3 separate regions of the Mus musculus genome follow, and regions 1 and 3 are each linked to region 2. Evidence: chromatin contacts called from public HiChIP or PLAC-seq data. All regions are on one chromosome and are shown on one strand. The core of a region is the stretch at or near the end of the contact, and the rest is flanking DNA. Distances in the headings are between cores, read along the strand shown.

Region 1 (4,450 bases), core at 1,049-3,548, 1.1 Mb before region 2:
TAATGTATTTCTAAAGCTTTGTAAGAAGGCAGTGTAGATCCTTTACTTGTATATTTTGTTGTTTAACCTTAATTTTTTGTTTGTTTATTCAATTATTTGTTTTGAGACAGGGTTTCTCCATGTAGCCCTGGCTGTCCTGGAACTCACTCTGTAGACCAGGTTGGCCTTGAACTCAGAGATCTACCTCCCTCTGCCTCCTGGTGTGCACCACCATGCTGGGTGGCTTCTGCTTCTCCTTTCTTCCTCTCTTCCTGCTCCTCTTCCTCCTCTTCCTTCTCTCCCTCCTCCTCCTCTTCCTCCTCCTCCTTTCAGAGTAAAATCTGGAAATCCGACTGGTGGCCATGGAGAGGTTAGGCTGGCCTTGCCCAGGGACTGTGCTGTTGAATTGATGAGTGTTTGCAACACCAGCCACACACCAGCTCACCAGAATGGAGGAGGGATATTTCTAGACCCTCCTCTCTTAGTCTGTCCTTCACCATCCCCTATGACATGCAGGCACCATGGGGTTAGGGTGAAAGTTCTACTGGAAGTCACTGGGGAGCCCTCCAGACACCTGGGGGTCCCCAGCTCTGTCAGTCTCCTTGGAAGGAGGGCAGCCTCTTCACCTTCACTATTAAAAGAACCACTTTTACTTTGTTCTTTTTCCACTCAATCCTACCCAGAAATCACCATTAAATGCAGTTATTTCTACCTATCCCATTGGAGATTGGTTTCTAGCTATCCCATGGGGGACAAGCTCCTAGCTATCCCACGAGGGATTGGTTCTAGGGAATCTAAGGATGCCAAAGTCTGCAGATGCTCACATCTGTTATATAAAATAATTTTGTATTTGCATATCTCTAGGTAATTAAGTAATACTTCATGCAATGTAAATGAGCTATAAATAGTTATGTGCCATACCATTCAGAGACTAATGATAAGAAAACTCAATCTCTGTATGTTCAGGTGAGACACAATTTTTTTCCTGAGTGTTCTCCATCTGTGCTTGGTTGAGTTCACCAATATGTCTCCTTCACATGTGGACTGTTAGTTGCAGTCTTACAGTCCACTTCGAAGCTCAGCTATTGTCCTTTCTATAGTCTCCGGTCTCTACTAGTCTGGTTTCCTGACCCAAAGGCCTCTGACTTCTCCATCTGCTCCGGATCCTGCCCTCCTCATCGATCCCTTTAATCTGGATTTTGAGACCTTATGTGAGATTGTCCCAAACCTGTTCTCTCTCTCTCTCTCTCTCTCTCTCTCTCTCTCTCTCTTTCTTTCTTTTTTCTTTGGTGTCAGTGTGTATTGGGCAAGCACTTCACTCTGAGCTACATCCCTAGCCCCAACCTCCATCTCCCCTTTTAACGTGTTTTTAATTGAAATAGAATTATATCCCTTTCTTCCTCCCTTCAGCTCTTCTCAACAACCCTCCCTGATTCCTCTCCCATATTCTCTGCAACTCTCAAGTTTACAGCCTCTTTTTATTTGATTATTCTTGTTGGACGAATGTGTGTGCTCACATAGACAATATAAATGTAGCTTGTGGACTCTTGTTGTTTGTGCCTATATGGTCTGAGGGCTGACCATTCTGTCCTGGACAACCAACAAGGTGGCTCATCCCGAGAGAGGTTAACTCTCTCCCCCAGCAGCGTGCAGTTCTTTGTCTAGGGGTGGGACTCTGCAAAATTTTTCCTCTTCCACATTAACATGGATATGGCTCCAGTCTTGTTTGGGCAGATGATTCTAGGGTTGACTTTCACAGAAGCACACTTCCTGGTTGTGTGCTGGTGCTTACAGCCTTTGTGCCTTCCCTTCCCATGATCCTCCCTGAACCATAGATGCCAGCGCTGTGATGAGGATGTACCTGTTTGGGCCAGGATTCCTGTGCTCTGCTCATCTCTGAGAGTTGTCCAGTTGTGGTTTTCTGTGATTGTCTCCATTTGCTGTAAACTGCGGCTTCTTTGTGAGGAATGCTGGCTACACTTACCCAGGAAAGGTGGCTTTCCCACAAACCCCTTACTTTTTCAGCTTAAAAAAAAAAAAAATTTTTTTTTTTAAAAATAAGGTCTCATTAAGTTTCCCTGACTGACTTTAAACTCTCTCTGTAGCTCAGTGTTATGGTCTGAATGTGAAATCTTCCTGTAGATGCATATGTTTGAACATCGGTCTCCAGTGGGTGGGACTATTTTGGAAGGTTGTGGAACCTTCAGGAATTGGAACAACACTGGAGGAAGTGAGTCACTGTGGGTGGGACTTGAAGGGTATAGCCCGGTTTGCTGCTTCCTGTCCAGTCTCTGTTTCCTGTTCCACCAAAATGTGAGCAGAGAGGGAGTCTCAGCTACACACTGCACCACTTACCAGCATGCGTCCCCACCGAGATGGACCCAGTCACTTTAAGCCGTGCAACAAAATATAAATCTGTCTTCCTCGAGTTGTTTCTGTCTGAGCAGCAAGAACGGCAATAAAAGTAACTTAGTCCTATTGATGCGAAGGGACACCATGATCAAGGCAACCCGTACAAAAGAAAGAATTGAACTGGGAGCTTGTCTACAGTTTCAGAGTTTTAGTCCAATATCCCAGTGGTGGGAAGCACACAGGAATGGAGCTGCAGCTGCAACTGCAGCAGAGAGCAGAGATGCACAGGAAGCCAGCAGAGCCTAGGCTTTTCAAACCTCAAAGCCCACCCCCAGAGACACACTTCCTCCATCAAGGCCACACCTCCTCCAAGGCCACGCCTCTTAATCCTTCCAAACAATTCATCCACTAGGGACTAAGCATGCAAATACAAGCGCCTTTGGGGGCATTCTCCTTCAAACCACCTGAGCAACAGGGAATATACACAGTAGCACAGGATACAAGAGGTGGTATTGAATTTGGAATCTTCCTGCCTCAGCTTCCTGTGTAGCTGGGATTACTGCTCCTGCCGCAAGGTCCCGCTCTGAAGCCTTGCCTGGCGTTCTTGGTGTGCTCACGTCTGAAGAAGTGAGCTTCAGGACCCGGCGCCCATCACCTTCCTCAGACTAACCCAGCCCCGACTGCAGAAGCTTACTCTTCACTTCCTCTTGGGAATCCACATTAGCCAGCGTGACTTACCAGCTATAAAACGCCCTAGAGGAAGGAAAGGGGAGAGAGGAGGGGAAAGGAAGCCATCTAACCAGAGGAAATCATTTAACTACATTCCACACCTTTGAAATAATGGGGGCAACCGTGTAACATTTTACGGCAATTTCCTTCTGACAAATGGTTCACATTCCAGACGGTAAGACAGCCATGACATCAGAACTCACTTTCCCCAAGAAAGACTATTTCTCCTGATGACTCTCAACCCACAAAAAACTCTTTTGCGAGTGCTACATTAATTATCCAGGTTGACAATCCTAGCGATGCTGCAGTGTGGATGAAATCTGTGCCATGTGTCTGAGTGCCAGTTACAGCTGTCAGAAGAATGCCATCCTCCAGGTTATAGCAACTTGCATAATTAAAGATGTTTATTCCTTAGGAAGGGCCTGGATATGACCATCCTCATAAAAAAAAGTTCCTCTTTTGGCCAAACACATCCCAGTGAACATTTGCTCAGTGGAGGTAAAAGTTGTTTTTTTTAATGCAGATGTTCCTGCTACCCATTGCTCACAACAAGAGCTTTAGAACATTATTCTGTCCCCCTCCCCCTTACAGAAAGCCCGTTGAAAATATTTAACTTTTAAAAACAATTTTTATTTATTATGTATGCGTGCCATATGCTTGTATGAACTATTGGCATGTCTGGTCCCTGCAGAGGCCAGGTAAGGGCACTGGCTCTCCTGTCGTTGGAGTAACAGATGGTTGTGAGCCACCATGTGGGTCCTGGGAATCAAGCCCAGGGCTCTGGAAGAACAGCCTATGCTTTGCACCATGGAGCCCTGTCTCCGGCCCCAGAAAGTCTATTTTGTATGCGTTAGTTAGCTGCAGTTGCAGACCTCTAAGATTCGGCTGTTTTTATAATGATGATGAATACAAGCAGAGTCTTTGAAGAAAAAAAAAAGATTGTTTGGGTTTTTCAAAGCAAGCCAGCAGCAGTCCCAAAGATGTTCCAGCCTTTGTCACCCTGGGCTCCTTGCGTAGAGCTGCAGACTTGGGCACCCTTTGCTCTAGAAAGCTAAGCAGATGCAAGTGGATTTAGAATTGTCAGCTTGGAACCCCAGGACAACTCTGATGGCCCTGACAGAGCTGCCCTGTAGCTCATCTCAAAAGTCAGCCACATGGCTAGTCCCGTCCCCACAACCATGCGGGGACTGTCTCTCTACTTGAGACTGTGGAAGATAAAAGCAGAAATGCATGTTTGCTATTGCCAAGTGCCTCTTACTTTCAAATGTGCCGTGCTTGCCTTAGTTATTCTTATTTACAACACTCAGAAGAGGTAGGTCAGAGTCTGTTACCTTTCTTTTCCACCTTGGAGGAAATAAGGCACAGAACTCTAAACTACTCCCTGGGGGAC
Region 2 (4,548 bases), core at 1,077-3,576:
TACAGTAGTGTGGTGCAAATTTGTAGAAAGACATGATTTTATGAAATATTAAGGAAATTATGATTAGATTCAGCAATGCTAGCCTTAAAGTGTATAAGCAAGAACATGGGCAAAGATGTGACTCTATCTAGGAAGGCAATTTAATAGATAGTACTACACATACCGCTTCCTACGTCCGTGATCCAGACGGACTGTTCAAATGGTGTGCCGGAGACAAACATACCATGGGGTGTGTCAACTGTATAATTCCAGGCTCGTAGGAAATAGCCATCCTCTGAGAACACTAATACCTTGGGGATGTTATCCCCTCTCTGAAGGCACACAAAAACAACTGCTTAGAATCACTCAATAGGAACGCTAATCTTTACTTTTGTCAGAGAAATCAAAATGAAAGTATAATAAGAAATTTAGAAGTGTGTAAAAAAAAAGCACTAACTTCAAAACTTAATAATTTCTAATGCATACAAATCTAAAATGTGCACTTGAAGCCAACTCAAAATTAAATTGCATAGTTAGCATACTATAAATGCAGCAGGCTATCTAGGTGGGAAACACTTCTTTCCTTTCTGTTCATCTTCTTTTTTTCCTTTTTGTCATGCTCAGATTGACTGTTCTTTTATTATTCCTGTCTGTTGTGATCAAACTGAATGTATATAATTAAAATTAAAAAAAAATCTCTAGTTGAAGAGATGGCTGAGCAGATGAAAGTGTTTGCTAAGCAAGACTGACACTCAGAGTTCAATCCTGGAAACCACTGGTAGTTGATAACCGCATTAACACTCTGGTCTCTCTTGACCTCACAGGCTCACATATTAAAAAAAAAAAAAAATGCATTCTACTTACTTGGGCTACGTAAACTAACCCGTTGAGGGAATCAACTGCAACACAAAATGTTGCACCAGTGAAGTATTCCGAATTCTTGGGCCAACCCAAATCCAGCCGGAAAAGAGGGTCCTCCATTCTCCAGGAAACGTGAAAAGAAAATGTCCTTGAAACCTCAAATAAAATCAAAATACTCAGATTCAGTTCGACAACCAGAAGGTAGCCGGAAATAAGATTGTATATCTAAAGATCAAAACAACCATAAGAAAAGTCTAATGATGACTTAAGAGTGTAGTAAGAGCTGGGGAAAATCCAGTGTGTGTGTGTGTGTGTGTGTGTGTGTGTGTGTGACTTAAGAGTGTAGTAAGAGCTGGGGAAAATCCAGTGTGTGTGTGTGTGTGTGTGTGTGTGTGTGTGTGTGTGTGTGATGTTTACTTATTTTTATTTAGACTTGTGTGCATGAGCTCGGGTGAGTTTATGTGCACCATGTGCCCACAAAGGCCAGAAGAGGGCATCAGGCTCCCTGGAACTGGAGTTACAGTGAGAGAGTGAGCCTTCAAGTTGGTGCTGGGAATCGAACCTGAGTCCTCTGAAAAAGCTGCTCGAGCTCCCAACCTCCGCGCCACCTCCCCAGCCCCACGTGCATTCTTTTTACACTAAATGAGAGGACGAGTCGTCAGCTGCTGAGCCCCAGGGGAGCAGGTTTGGGACCCCAGGGGCTGTACCCCTCGGTGGCACCCACACCCACAGCCTTCTGCCTGCTATTTACCAGCGAGCCACAGAAGCGCGAATGCAAAACCAGACAGGAAAGGAAGAAGGCGGCGCCCGCCAGGCAGACCCAGGCTCTCGCCATCGCGAGGGTCTGGGAGGCGAAAGTCAGCGAGGCCTGAAGCCGGCTCTAGGGCAGAGGCAGACTAAAGCACCGGGAAACTCGACCGGAGAACCGCCGAAGACTAATTCCGGGTGTCCTGCTCCTTGCTCCGCCCCGAGTCAGGCGCCCAGCGAGTGACCCTGGTCCCCACGCCGAGGTGCTCCTGGCCACTAGGATGGCGGCGTCCGCAGATCTTCCTGACCTACTTACTCTTCGCTCCTTTAAACTCACTTTCAAGAAGCAAAACAGAGCACCGAGAAACTGAAGAGTTAGGGGATCGTGACACTAAAACAATGACTACCACGCTCCGAAAAGGACTTTAGTCACGTCTGCTCCACAAGCATTCAGGCTTCTGCCGTGGACGCCTATATTCCCACACTAGGACCCCGCCCCCCCCCCCCGACGCCCCAAACTAATCATTTGTGCAAAAGCGACTTAAGGTGGCGGTGCACCATTGCGTCTTGTGGGCGCGACACGCTCTATCAAAGGTCCCCTGGAGCTGGTGGGGCATTTAGGGGAGCACCCGCTGGGCGCCTGGCCGTATGAGCGCTGAGGTGCTCGAGAGCCTCCCTTCGCAAGGCTCTGGCCCCCTTCGTCCGGCTCCTAGTGCGCCCCGGCCGCCCGCCCGCTCCCGGAAGCTACGAAAGCCCGTAACAAAGGACCTGCGGGGGCCGCCGGTTGCCGGAGCTGCGGGACCCCGGGATCGGGCGGATCGGCGGGTCTGAGCGCCCGCGGGGCCACGTGTCCCGGATCACGGCGGTGAGCGGAGCGTGGCTCGGCGGCCTTCCCCGGAGCACCCGGCTGTCGGCACCCTCCGGAGCCCTGATTTCTGCAAACGCACAAGCCCGCTCTGCTCTGAGCAGCTGAAGCTTTGTGTGAAGAAGCTACTGAAGTCTGATTTTTATTTAAAAAAACAAACAAACAACAACAAAAAAAAACCCAACTTTTTCCAAGTTTTCGTTCTGGGATTTTTTGTTTTGTTTTGGTGCAGTTTGCAATACTCTACCTCCTCGCCTCCTTTCTCCTCCTGGTGTATTATCCACGAGACGAACCTGGGATGAGCGTTTTGTAATTGCAAGAACTGTGAGACGTCACGACGGAATAGTACTCAAGATGGACAAAAAGTCCTTTGAGACGGTGCTGGATGAAATTCGAAAGGTAATTGACCTTGTTCCCTGAAATTCGTCTGAGATAATAATGGTCGTGAGTTACTTTCTTTGAGGTGTTGTGTGTAGTCAGCAGAGGAACTTGAACTTTCCTGTGTAACGTAAGAACTTGCATCTTGGTCCGTTGCACCGCTTAAATAGAAGATAAACCACCTCACTGCTAAACTTGGGAAGTCATTGTGGTACGGGAATTACGTTTGTACTACCTACAGCCCCGGAGCCAACTGTAAATCCGTAATAACTGAGCTTTTGGTTGACTGACATTTATTCAATGTTAACATGGTTCGGTAACAGGAGTGACTAGGCACTGGAAGGGATGCCGAGAAAGTTCTTTTCCAGATCTCTTCCCCTGCCTTTGCTCTCCTTCCATCTTTTTGACACTGTTTATATTTCCTATTTCCTGGAAGGAACCAGGCAGCAAAAAAAAAAAAAAAAAAAAAAAAAAAAATTTGGAATGTAAGGTTGAGGCTAAAAGTATCTCTTACATAAAAAATAGCAGGTTGCCTGTTTGACAGAAAGGGCAGTGCTGTGACCTCACAGCATCTCACAGCTTGCATCTGTTCGGCATCTCAAACGGTGCCCCTGACTGGCACTGCAAAAATTGGCGCCAGATCTAGAGGTTTTTGTTTTTGTTTTTTTGTTTGTTTGTTTGTTTTTTGAGACAGGGTTTCTCTGTATAGCCCTGGCTGTCCTGGAGCTCACTTTGTAGACCAGGTTGGCCTCGGACTCAGAAATCCGCCTGCCTCTGCCTCCCGAGTGCTGGGAATAAAGGCGGGCGCCACCACGACCAGCGGATCTAGAGTTTTGTTTTGCTCTTTGTAAGACCCCTTTTCCTCCCTTCCCCCCTTTTCAGATAACATATATTTAATCTTTCATATTTGGTGGTGCTGAATTTTTTTCTTTTCAAATAAACTTCTGCACTTGCTGAGTCTCATCTAATTAAAATTTGAAACAAAATGTCTTTTTATCATGTACTTAGAATTTGCCACAGTTGGTTTCTGAGCTGTTTTTTAACCATTCTGAGAAAATAAATTTTAAGTTAAGGTAGACATGAATGCAGACATGCATATGTCTATCTTCTCCCTTCTCAGCCTTGTAAAAATGTCTGGTAATAAATATCAACGAGGGAATCGGAAAGGCTCCAGAGATAAAAGTCTGTTCAGACGGGGTAGCCTTCAAGGCCACAGTTCTAGTCTGCAATCAAAATGTGTCGCCAGTTGGCTTTGCCAGATGGAGAAGACAGCGACAGTGTCTTAGTCTACTAAAATGCAGTAAAATAGATATGGGCGTTTTTAAGTAGGGGTGGTGCTATAATTTTTAGAAATTGCTTTAGATTTTGTAAATGTCCATGCCAATGGGCCTCCTCTTCTGTTGTTACTGTACACCCACAGGTAATACTGGCTCTCACTTCTCAAAGTAGAAGCATGTGAGAAGACACTTGGGGGAAAAATAGGAAAGGCATTGTTTTGTTTTCTCAAAATGGGAGTAATAAGAGCTGTTAATTAGTAAGCACTTTCTGTTTGACTCCAGCTTCTTAATTGGAGTTAGGTGGTGGACTCCCAGTGTACAACCCCAAGCCAAGCCCTCATTAGGTATCTAATACTCCCCCAGGAGTCTGGGGTTTTGGTGGTGGTGGTGGTTTTTGTTTTTGTTTTTTTTAAATGTGTTCCATGTCCTGTGTGGGGCCGC
Region 3 (4,691 bases), core at 1,129-3,628, 1.2 Mb after region 2:
ATTATTTGAAAGCTTGTATATTATCTGAAAAATGACATTTACCTGAACATTGTTTTTTTTTTTACTTAACAGGTTAATATTTTTCATTGTGGATGTGTGATAGCAGAAATACGTGACTATAGGCAGTCCAGTAATATGAAGTCTCCTGGTTACCAAAGTAGGCACATTCTCTTACGTCCAACAATGCAGGTATGGAAAGTTTAATTAGAAAGTACTGGCTTTTGTTTTAGTTGGATTTTTATTAAATGTCTGTATATTTGTAAGAACATACCTGTTTTTTAAATGTTTTGTTTTTTCTAGACTTTAGTCTGTGATGTCCATTCTATAACAAGTGACAACCATAAGTGGACCCAGGTTAGTTCTCTCTCTAACCCCAAGTAGGCCACACTCAATGTGAAGCATCAGTGAGACGCTCCCTTGCTGACGTTAGAGTGGTGTGTTAGGTTGGATGCTTGGACAAAACCAAGGTTCCCTTACGAGCTTTAGGGTCTTGTACTTCCTGTATATTTAGAAATCCCTCAAGGAACTGCTTATAGTCCAGTCCCAGTTGTTTCCAGCCTTGCTGATAAACTGGAGTTAAGTTAACCAATGAAGCCTAATGTAAAAATTGTTTTTTTTATCCTCTTGAACAAAAGCTTCATTGTTACTATTGAAAACAAATAGATTGTGATTTTCCTTCATATAGGATTCTATAATTCTACAGGAAGCCTGGCTTTTATCCCTTCCTTCCTTCATCCCTTTCTTCCTTTCTTTTCTTTTTCTTTTTGAGGTAAGATCTCTAGCCTAGGCTGGCTTGGGATTTGAGATCCTGCTACCTGAGCCTCCTGAGGTCTGAGTGTCTCTCTCTCTCTCTCTCTCTCTCTCTTTCTCTCTCTCTCTCTCTCTCACTCACACACGCACACGCACACGGTCTAACAGGACTTCTTAGCGCTGACATCAGCTAATTGATACTTTAGTTCTAGCTCTTGTTTACCTGTTGCTTTGGAGAGAAAATGTCAGTAATGTGAGGTTATCCTCTGTGAAATGTGCTTGTGAATTAAGATTCAGTTTATCTGTAACTCGTGAGTGATGAGGTTTAATCTGGGCTGTTATTTTTCTATCTATAAGGTTGGAAGTTGTTCTTGTTAGAGACAAACTTGCATTCACACTAGAGAGCAGAAAGCATCATTTTCTTAAGCCGAGGACTAGTAAAAGAGAGAGTATAACTATTCTCAGATATTCTACCATTTCTGGATCCACTATTTTAAACAGCCAAATAAATACCCACTCCGTGGATGTGACTGTTTTATAAATCATGCAGATAATTCGGTTTCCATTAGAAGTTTCTTTATCTTGTTAATGTTCAAACTTGAGTTACTGCTACATTCACTTTAGTCTTCAGCAACTTCCTGAGAATATTTCTGGGTAAATGATGTATGTTTACATTATCAAAAATGCATCTGAGGCTGACATACAACTGTGTATTTCAGGAAGACAAACTTTTGCTTGAGAGCCAGCTGATTCTAGCTACAGCAGAGCCACTGTGTCTTGACCCATCGGTGGCAGTAGCGTGCACTGCCAATAGGCTGCTCTATAACCGGCAGAAGATGAACACTCGCCCAATGAAACGGTAACCACCAGCACTTGGGTAACACAGGCTCTTAAGTTTGACATCGTTGCTAGCCAGAGTGCCCTTTCCCTTGGCATGTGAGGGCTGGAATTCTAAGTTCAAAAATGGGATTTTTCATGGCCTTGTATTGTGGATTTATGTTATAGACCTTTTTAAAAAATATTTTCTGCATTATTATAAAGTAATATTTTCCTCAGTCTTTTAAAGAAGGAACTTTTATAAGTTTATGGTCTGTTCACCAAAATGGTTGTGAGGCTGTAAGAAGACTAGATAGAAACAGAAGGGTAGTTGCTTCACTGCTTCTCAACACTAATTGGAATCAGTTAACAAGGAAACAATGTGTAACTTAACGAGTTTTGAGAAAATACAATCACAATTTTTAGAGATTAGCTTATAATGACTGCCTCTCTAGTTCTGGATTCAAACTAGTGTGGCTCCATGGTCATGAGTATTTTGTCTTGTTCTTTTTCTTTCACCTGTGCTTAAAGCTTGCTGGTGTGAAAGTTGTATTTATAGATGGAGTGTGTGAGTGTGTGTGTGGTAAGTGGGTATCTGTGATGGAGTCTGTGATCTGTGCCTGCTCCTTTTCCCCGTGTGGTAGAGTTGCTGCTTCATTGCTTCCTGTCTGTTGTAGGTGTTGGAAGAGGTACTCCAGGTCCTCCCTGAACCGCCAGCAGGACCTCTCTCACGGCCCTCCTCCCCCTCAGCTGAGACTACTTGATTTCTTACAAAAGCGGAAGGAAAGGAAAGCAGGCCAGCATTATGACCTCAAAATTTCCAAAGCAGGAAATGTAAGTAGTCGCTAAGGTGCTCGCTGTACGAATGACTGGCTGTGCTTTAGGGTTTCCGAGTGACTGTACTGTTTTTACTTTTCAGTGTGTAGACATGTGGAAACGGAGCCCCTGTAACTTGGCTGTGCCTTCTGAAGTAGATGTAAGTTCATGAAAAAGCTGTACACTGACACAGGGTCAAAGGCCAGCATTAGGAAGCCAGTGCTGTGAGGAAGTGAAGGGAAGAAAAGAGCAGCTTGTTTGAAACAGTAAAAGTTGTCATTTCAAGAGTCTGTCGTATCAGTCATGTAAGTCTGTGGTATTGAGTGGACCGCCAATCCAGCCTCAGTTAGTTACATAAGAGCATACATTTGAATAGAGTTCTGTGTTAGGAGCAGAAAGAATGTTAAGGCTTCCAAATGTGGAAAGAGTATGGCATATTTTATATAGTGACAGGAAATGACCTTGTGCCATTCTGTAGTGGTCCTTCATAATTAACTCAAAATGCTTCCGTGTTCAAACTGGTAAAATTTAAAGATGAGTAATCTTAGAAATTTGGAATTACCAATAGTATTGTTTACTAATATTCATAAGACACATGAGTGCTAAGTGATCATAAAGGCATTATAAAGGACTATTTTAGATTTCATTTTTTGTTTCTCTTAGTATGTATTTTTTAGATATATATTTGGTGTGTGTGTCCGTGTGCAGACTATAACACATATGGAAAACCAGAGAGCAACCATTGAGGGATGAGTCTTTGCTTCTACCACGGTATTCCTGGGCTGCAGACTCGGAACTTCAAGTTTCAGTGGCAAGAGCCTTTACCTGCTAAGCAATCTTGCCAGTTTACTTAATTCTTTATGATAGTTGTTTCAAAAATTATTTACTATTTCAAGAATGCTTTTTGTAACAATTCTAGCAGTTCTTGCTGTTTTAACAGTTAAAGCACAAAGCCAGAGACATCTATAGACTATGTATACAAACCAAGAAAGAAAGCCATATTATCTTGTTGCATATGTGGCCTCCAGGCATCCAGTGCTCTTAACCTCTTAACCATCTGTAGTCCCACATGCGACACTTAATTAAACATATCAGGAGGTTTAAAACTTGACAAGTGCTTGGTGATACTGCTAGTTGAGACCCTTGTGCCCACATTGATTCTGTGAACTGTGCAGGTTCTTGTCTTTGTTCCGATACTGACTATATTTGATTCAACATCTTCATTGTTTAGGTGGAAAAATATGCTAAAGTGGAGGAATCCATCAAATCTGACGACTCACAGCCAACAATGTGGCCAGCTCATGTAAGTAATCAGTTCCAATCTCTTTGACTAATGATCCAGTTGCCCGTGTATTTTTTTTGTTTGGAGACAGTGTCTCTTTTGGCCCAAACTGGCTTCAAACTTGTAGTGTAGTCAAGGTTGACCTCAGACATACTGATCCTCTGGCTTTCACTGCCCAGGTGCCAGACGTGCCTCTTCCGTATTGTAAAGTATGTTGTTTATAAGCTGGGCTCTGAAGTTATTAAACAGAAAACAACTTTTAATGTATAAGTTTTTTTTTAAGTGTATTTGGAGTACTTGTGGGCTTCAGGAAAATATAATTAACCCTGAGTGTGTTTTTCACTTTACAGAGAAGTTTTAATATAACACTACCTTTTTATGTGGGGCATTGGAGCCCATGCCTGTAATCTCAGCTCTTGGAGGCAGGGGCAGGAAGCTCTCAACTTGATGGCCAGTCTGAGCCACATAGGGAGCTATTCAAAAACCAAATTAGGAGTCCAGCCCAATGGTACATAACTGTAAGTCCAGAATAGGGAAACTGCTGCTGGGAAAAAGATGTCTCTGAGACAGCCTGGGCTACAGAGTGAGACTCTTTCAGAAAACTAGTGCAATGTTCTGTTCTGCCTACTTGTTGGTGGTCCTCACCTGTCTTGTTTCAAATTAGTGTGTTCTTGTAAAGATGTTCTTGTTTGAGCGGTGGTCTCCTGTGTGACCGAGGCTTGCCTGGAACTTTGCTTCTTTACAGCTGCTCTCTCACTTGTCGCCATTCTGCCGCCTGCCTCTGCCTCCTGAGTACTGGGATTATAGGCATGTGCCACAGTGCCTGGCTTAAAGACAGCTCTGAAGGGAAATGTTCTGATGCTCTCATCGTAATAGTCTCTTAAAGGGAGAAGTTGGAATAACATTTTGAATGGACTCTAAGCACAAGATAATAAGATTTATAGACATCTTTAGGATGTTTTGTATGAATGGCATATGACAAAAATATTTCCACTTTGAAACTTTATACTCAGATTGTTAACTATTG

Evidence for each region. HiChIP or PLAC-seq counts read pairs in DNA pulled down with a chosen protein or histone mark.
Region 1: an H3K4me3 HiChIP or PLAC-seq map of pro-B cells shows a contact between it and region 2, with 8 times the contacts expected there. The contact joins the enhancer-like site here to the promoter of Proser1 in region 2. A contact is called at or near these places in 1 of 39 promoter capture datasets (the C10 cell line), 1 of 484 Hi-C or Micro-C datasets (embryonic stem cells), 5 of 115 datasets of contacts at active chromatin or transcription factors (astrocytes, embryonic stem cells, epiblast stem cells and 1 more) and 2 of 9 other capture datasets (embryonic stem cells and liver).
Region 3: a contact with region 2 is called in an H3K27ac HiChIP or PLAC-seq map of acute myeloid leukemia, with 6 times the contacts expected there. The contact joins the enhancer-like site here to the promoter of Proser1 in region 2. A contact is called at or near these places in 3 of 39 promoter capture datasets (embryonic stem cells, hippocampal neurons and neural stem cells), 8 of 484 Hi-C or Micro-C datasets (B cells, CD4 T cells, CD8 T cells and 4 more), 6 of 115 datasets of contacts at active chromatin or transcription factors (acute myeloid leukemia, astrocytes, bone marrow-derived macrophages and 3 more) and 3 of 9 other capture datasets (embryonic stem cells, liver and macrophages).

The regions. Positions count from the first base shown.
Region 1 is chr3:52,388,278-52,392,727 of GRCm38.p6, forward strand. No RefSeq gene overlaps it. Among named protein-coding and RNA genes, the nearest start is that of Gm38537, 77 kb to the right of the region's middle. Within about 2 kb of position 2,299, at least 43 of the 459 cell types and tissues checked have an H3K27ac peak or open chromatin away from gene starts, as enhancers often do. A contact at or near this core is called in embryonic stem cells and pro-B cells, where this site is marked.
Region 2 is chr3:53,461,469-53,466,016 of GRCm38.p6, forward strand. Proser1 (proline and serine rich 1) reads left to right here and starts at 2,327. Exons shown (of 13, transcript NM_173382.2): 1 at 2,327-2,851. The coding sequence starts at 2,807. Nhlrc3 (NHL repeat containing 3) reads right to left here and starts at 1,790. Exons shown (of 7, transcript NM_172501.2): 1 at 1,592-1,790; 2 at 844-996; 3 at 164-311. The coding sequence starts at 1,675.
Region 3 is chr3:54,706,788-54,711,478 of GRCm38.p6, forward strand. Supt20 (SPT20 SAGA complex component) reads left to right here. Exons shown (of 25, transcript NM_001358015.1): 7 at 73-189; 8 at 301-354; 9 at 1,470-1,609; 10 at 2,244-2,400; 11 at 2,486-2,542; 12 at 3,614-3,685. Among named protein-coding and RNA genes, the nearest start is that of Supt20, 14 kb to the left of the region's middle. Within about 2 kb of position 2,379, at least 85 of the 459 cell types and tissues checked have an H3K27ac peak or open chromatin away from gene starts, as enhancers often do. A contact at or near this core is called in B cells, CD8 T cells, acute myeloid leukemia and 2 more, where this site is marked.